Regions from separate parts of the Hordeum vulgare genome. Here region 2 is linked to region 1. The links are chromatin contacts, called in public Hi-C maps. All regions are on one chromosome and are shown on one strand. Each heading gives the region's core, a stretch centred on a gene start, on an enhancer-like site or on the middle of the called end of the contact. The rest is flanking DNA. Distances are from core to core; before and after follow the strand shown.

Region 1 (3,245 bases), core at 524-3,023:
CATATTTTCAAAAAAAAAATCAAAAAGACAAAAAAAAAAAAATCATTTTTCAGCAGTTTGAAAAATAAACAATTTGCTGATAAATTGAAAATTTCAGAGAACTCAAATATGCGAACAACTTTCTAAAATGGGGACATTTTTGTTAAAGCCGAAACATTTTCTGAAATTTATGATACTTTTGAACAAAAGCATTCGCAACATTTTTCTGAACATAAAAACATTTTCTGAAAATCCAGACTATTTTTAAAATTTTGGAACAGTGTTGAAAAATGAGAATTATTTTAAAATTTGGAACATTTTCTAAAAGCAAGAACAATTTTCCAACTTGAACTTAGTTTCAAATTGAACAAATATTCATATTTAGAACATTTTTTTCGATTACAAATAATTTCTGGAAAAGTTGAACACAATTTTGAAATTTGCTGATATTTTTTAAAAACTGAATTTTTGAATAATTCTGCAACAAATTCCGGAATTTTCGATCTATTTTTTAATATGTTGAACAAATTCCCAATTGTTTTCTGAATTTATGAACAAAAACTAAGTTGAAAATATTTTTTAATTTGAAATTCTATATTTTCTGAATTTTTGAACATTTTTTGTATATTAGAAAAAGTAAATTAAAATTCTAAATTCTATGGAATTTGTGAATAAAATTTCAAAACAGATACGTTTTTGAAAAAACGAACAACGTTTTTAAAGTACCAACAGTTTTAAAAATTTTGAAGATTCGTTGAAATATAAAAGTAAGAATAAAATAAAAAGTGGAAGGCAAAGAAAAGAAGAATAAAAAATAAAAAACCAAAAACAGTTAAAAAAAGAACCTGAAAAAGACAAAGAATCTGGCTCGCCAGAATTGGACCGGCCCATCTCCCAATGTTAGCAACCTTACCCTTTGCGAATCCCTGATAATTTGCCGTAACAGGCGGTGAATAGGTTTTTTTTAACTGTTTTTAACTTTGCAGATATTTTTTAAAAACTGAATGTTTGAAAAGTTTCTGCAACAAATTCGGGAATTTTCGATCTATTTTTTAATATGTTGAATTTTTTTTTTTGGTTATTTCTAAGAAAATTTGAAATTATTTTCAAAATCTGTGAACATTCCTGAATTCCTTTGAATTGGTGAAAACATTTTATATACATGGCTTTATTTATTTGTGAACATATTTGGAAAGTGAAATTCTAGTACATTTTCTAAATTTGTGAACAAATATTTAAAGGTGAACATTTGTTGAGATCCGCGGAACAATTTGTTATTTTCTGAAAAAAATTTGAAAACTAAAAGGTGAATTAGTTTTGAATTTGTTAACAAATTTTGGAAGTGCGTACATTTTTTGAAATTACCAATTGTTTTCTGAATTTCTGAACAAAAACTAAAATGAAAATATTTTTTAATTTGGAATTCTTTATTTTCTGAATTTTTGAACATTTATTGTATATTAGAAAAAGTAAAATTAAAATTCTAAATTCTTTGTAATTTGTGAATAAAATTTCAAAACAGATACATTTTTGAAAAAACGAACAAAGTTTTTAAAATACCAACAGTTTTAGAATTTTCTGAAGAACCGTTGAAATATAAAAGTGAGAATAAAATAAAAAGTGGAAGGCAAAGAAAAGACGAATAAAAAATAAAAAACCAAAAACAGTTAGAAAAAGAAACCGAAAAAGACAAAGAACCCGGCTCGCCAGAATTGGACCGGCCCATCTCCCAATGTTAGCAACCTTACGCTTTGTGAATCCCCGATAATTTGCCATAACAGGCGGTGTATAGCTGTCACGTACTCGACCAGCCTCTTCTTCTTTTTCTCTGCAATGGGCTACAAAACCGGCCTAATTATACTTAGGCCATGCTTGAAATGTCGTCTTCCTTAGCAATACACGTGTAAATAATACAGGTCTCCTTCCGTCGTTTTGCTTTCAGGCAGGAATCACTACTCGCCCTGTAAGTTACACTTGTAAATTAAATGCAGACTATTTAAATACACCCAATCCAAGCAAAAATGCTAAAGATACAGACAGGTTCTAACAGACTTTTACGGGATGCTAACGCGGCCTAATCTAATTGCCCCTCCCTGATTTTCATTGGTGGGACCGTCCTCCTTAATCAAGTTCCAACCAGTCACAACCAGCGAGCCTGTAAATCTTCCGTAGAGAGCCCGTACGTCTAGCATTACTGCAATCCAAGCACGCATTTAGTCCTGCTGGACTGTAATACGCCACGAGAACTATATCTCTCTTACAGCAAGAGTATCATTTGTTTCGTTGCTGGTTTTTGTCCCACGCAAGGATACTAGGCCGCCCCTTTTAGTCTGTGTATTTTCATTTGCTAGGTCTTCGATCATAGATGCTTGCTCACGGGTGGTTCGTCGGTTGTTGTATTAATTTTTGTGCGTTGTTTAATTTTTTTTCGTCATTGGTTTTCTCTATTTTCTTTGTTTCCTCATTAGTTTTCTTCATTTCTTTCTTGATATAAAAACAGGATAAACCAAGAAAGAAATATTAAGCGTGTATTTATATCTATTCTATTTCCAGCATAGTACACACAAGAAAAGGAATAGATATCAATACACAATTAACATTTTTTTTCTAGATAGATGAACAAGAATAGATATGATACACGCTTAACATTTTCTTTCAGATACATGCTTAGACATCTATTCTTGTTCATGCACATTTATACAGTTTTTGTATACATCTGAAACATTATGTTCATATTATTTATCATTTTTCAAAAACAAGATTAACATTTTATTTCTAAATATTTAGTTAATAAAAAATATAAATATTTATACGTCTGCTATAACATCAGAAGCATTATGTTGATACACATTTAACATTTTTTCCATACATATTCGCATTTCAAAAATACATGTTTTGCGGTCTATTCTTTTTCATCACACTGTACATTGTGTTTTATACATATAAAAATTATTTTTATACACTTTTAACACTTTACAAATACATGATTAATTTTTCACAAATACACAGTAATTTTATCCAAAATATGAGGGTACATTTTTTAATGGCAGTTTTTTCTAAACCACATGATTTGAAAACAGTTATATAAAACTTTTTTTAAGTTTGAGATTTTATTATTTTGTTTCAACTTTTTAAAAATTAATTAAATTTTTGCTTTGAAAATATATTGATTTATGTAAAAAATAAAAATGGAGAAGTAAAAAAGAAAAATGTAATTGCTATGAGACCATGAAACCAGGTCCATATGGGCAATCAGCAGCTCCTAT
Region 2 (3,470 bases), core at 676-3,175, 180 kb before region 1:
ATATATAGCACTTTTAGCTATGGAAAATATTACATGTCATTGACATAGATAAACATTTTTTAAAGGTTGTGATTATTTTTCGAAAATACATGAACATGTTGGTTAAACACATGATTCTTTCTGAAATAAATTCCACGGATAGTGGTGTGGAACAAGGTTGGTACAAAAGATTTCTTTTATATGTTGGAATATTTTCCATGGTATGATTTTTTTATTTGACGCCTAAGCGGGTCAACCAGTTGCCCTTCTTCCGATATGCTACAGAATAATACGTCTCAAAGTTGCGTGAACAAAAATCAAAACATAAGTGGAACATTATTTCGTCATCATATATATTTAAGAAGATATTGCGAACTCGGCATGGCTCATATCGTTTGATTTCTAGTGATGAAACCAACTCAAGAGGTGTGCATTTATAGATGTGAGTGCATGTTAGCATATATGTTTGTACTATATTTAAGAAAAAAAGGAATATATATACTTTCATCATTTTTAAGCTTCTTCTCCTCCTGAACTCTTCTGTTGTACAGTTTGCAGGAATGTAATAGTTAATTTACTCGTGTGCTTATGCCGACTATACAATACCTTCAGCTTGCTTCAACCTCCTGTGCTTGTAATCGTCACTGGGCGGTATATGAATCTCGGTGTATTTCTATTTTATATGTTCTTTGTATTATCTTGAAAGTTCATGAATAGATTACAATTTTTTTAAACTCTTACATCATACGGTACACAGCAATATAACAGTTGGTTTACTTTCCCCTAGAAAACAGTTGGTTTACTCACGTGCTTATCCAGATTATAGAATATCTTTTTCTGGTCATTCCAATATAAATAAATCCAAAAACAAAGAAAGCGCGGTGTATTCATGTGCGACCATACACTTATTCCGAGTCGCGTATGCACAGTGCACCGTGTCTGCCCGTCCATCCCAACGTTCCCATCAACGCATCAACTCGCCTCGCCACGACACTCGACCAATAAACAAAAAACGGATGCGCCAACAATTCGAAAATTCTCCCAGCATTATCTTCATCAGCTCACCACCCTCCTCAAAATTGAGCTCCCCACGGTTCTCCCACGCTTCCCTTTCGGACAGTGCTGGCGATTTCACGGCGACCACTAGCGATACTACTGTTCGAGGCCAACGGAATTGGTCGACGACAGAGAGGGCCTCCAGCTGCCTCCAGCTCCCGTCGTGAATACGGCGCGCGTACGTCGTTCTCGTGATAGGCCGGTATGCGGTTTGTCATGCATGCAAGCAAGGACGGGAGAGATATTAGGTCTGGCAGGAGCATTCATGGGATCATGGAACGGACGGACGTTGGGCGTGCCTCCGTCCAATCCAAGTCCCTCGTGAACTCGACGTGTATGCATGTCCCGGTCGGTGCACAGTCCGGTTGATGTCACCTACAATGAGGTTTATGAATCGTCTGGCGTGTTATCTTCATCCATGCAAACAGATCCAGATATGCTTCAGAGGTTAGTTAGCTAGGGTTCGCGTGACCGGGCACGCGACCGCGACGACGTAGCGCCGGTAGGGCAGGCGTGGTCGGGCGTTGGAGGCTGGTCTTCCATCCCGTCGATTGATCTGGTGTGACACCTTGACAGGTGCATGAACGGAGCACGCTTTCGTTCAGCCCCTTCCTTCCTTTCTGTCAGGTTTTAGCTCCGCCTGAACGTACACTCGTGGGCTATTCAGCAGCGGCCAACAGTTCTTTTTACTGCTGAGTGGAAATTGGAGATAGATATCTTGGCTAGAGCCTACAAGATCGTGTTTGTTTTAGCCTAGAGGAGGAAGTGCAACCGAGCACCATGGAGAAAAGTTGATGGCGATGGCCGGTAACAAAAGGGCAAATACACAGGGAGACAGGTCGACAGTGATGTTTAATTCTGGAGGAGGTGTGGTCTGGCGATTTGAGTGACCACCAACGACCAATGGAGCCGCCCTTCGCCCCATCGGCGGCCCATGCTCGATCCAACTCAGCAGCGTCACGCAACAAGCATTCTAGATTTCTAGCGCCTGCGTTGGGAATTCGGCGGGGATGCTGCTAGGCTGCTACGCATACCTGCTCAAACTATTCCTCTGTCTATGGCTACATACGCATCTGATGTCATAGATGCCCCTGCAGTTGCCTCTGCAAACGCTAAAGTCTGAAGCATGACGCGCCGTGAAATCACAAATCAGTAGATGGTAGACGTGAGTCGTCACCAAGTTCTGGATTTTCAAGTGGCGCGGTTGAAAAGAGGTGCTAATTAATTAGGTCCCCCGTTTGGAACACATAAATTCAAAACAAAGAAATAAAAAATACGTAGGAATCAGGATGCCACTAATCAATTAGGTGCCCCGTTTGGAACACATAAATTCAAAACAAAGAAATAGAAAATATGTAGGAATCAGGATGCCACGTATCCAGGATTTCTACTGGAAGTCAAACCACGAGAAAAATATAATAAGGTTGGTCGTAATAGGAGTATCATAAGTAGTATCATGCATGCTAACTAGACATATTTGATGAGGTGACATGAAATTAAATGAAAAAAAAGAGTTGAGTATCATATTATGATATCATATCATATTAAATGCTGTGCTACTATGTGTCATGCATGACGATAAATGAACTGTTCTATGATACTAGCACATGATACTATCATTACGGATGTAGTATCATATAGCAGTATCATTTGCATGATACTACACAAATAATACTACTATATGATACTCTCCATTACAACCAGCCTAAGCGAGTAATTGTCAGGCCGTGTTGGGTCAGGTCTTATAACATTCCAAAAACTCTATCCTTCTCATTTACATCTTTTTACCTCCGTTTAAAAAAAACTGTCATGCATAAATTGTAGATAAAAAGATAAGAATGTTAAACATAATCTTGTATGGCAAGTTAGGTTGTTAGAGATAGAATTAAACTTCTTAAACGTTTTTCCTTTATTCTGTGGTATCTCTACCACCCGATGTAATCTCTCTCGGTAGCTTCAACTACCGTATCTTGTAAAGGCCACAAGACCTCTCCCTCTCGCTCATATCAATATATATACACACGATTCTCCCTATTTGGAGAGTAGGAATGCTTCCACAAATTCTCACATGGTAATCCGAGCAATTCTCTTCCACCTTGTCTAGCTATCCTCCACACCATCCCGATCCTGACCTCCAAGTCGATTGTGTCAACTTCCAACTTCGTTGCTTCCTCTGGCCTAAGTAACAATGTTCCAAAACCCCTCACCAGATCCATTTACATCCTTTGGCGTGCTCAAGCCCACTTCCAGATCATGGGAGCCGGTCTCTTTGGGTACATCGACAAATCAATAGCCGAACCATCCAAAACCCTAGCTACCAAAACCGCCAAGGGCAAAGATCAGGTTGTCCTGAACCCTGCTTATGCGCCTTTAGTTGATCCAGGATCAACAGATCATACCCTACCTGCTCCGCAACCTCTACAAGGAGGTACTAG

The links. A called contact is a pair of places that touch in the nucleus more often than the background predicts.
Region 2: a Hi-C map of leaf shows a contact between it and region 1, with 2.0 times the contacts expected there. The contact joins two enhancer-like sites. A contact is called at or near these places in 2 of 6 Hi-C or Micro-C datasets (leaf and seedling).

What each region holds. Positions count from the first base shown.
Region 1 is chr7H:572,353,334-572,356,578 of MorexV3_pseudomolecules_assembly, reverse strand. No RefSeq gene overlaps it. Among protein-coding and RNA genes, the nearest start is that of LOC123409336, 62 kb to the right of the region's middle. Within about 2 kb of position 1,773, at least 2 of the 3 cell types and tissues checked have open chromatin away from gene starts, as enhancers often do. A contact at or near this core is called in leaf, where this site is marked.
Region 2 is chr7H:572,532,511-572,535,980 of MorexV3_pseudomolecules_assembly, reverse strand. No RefSeq gene overlaps it. Among protein-coding and RNA genes, the nearest start is that of LOC123408860, 31 kb to the left of the region's middle. Within about 2 kb of position 1,925, at least 2 of the 3 cell types and tissues checked have open chromatin away from gene starts, as enhancers often do. A contact at or near this core is called in leaf, where this site is marked.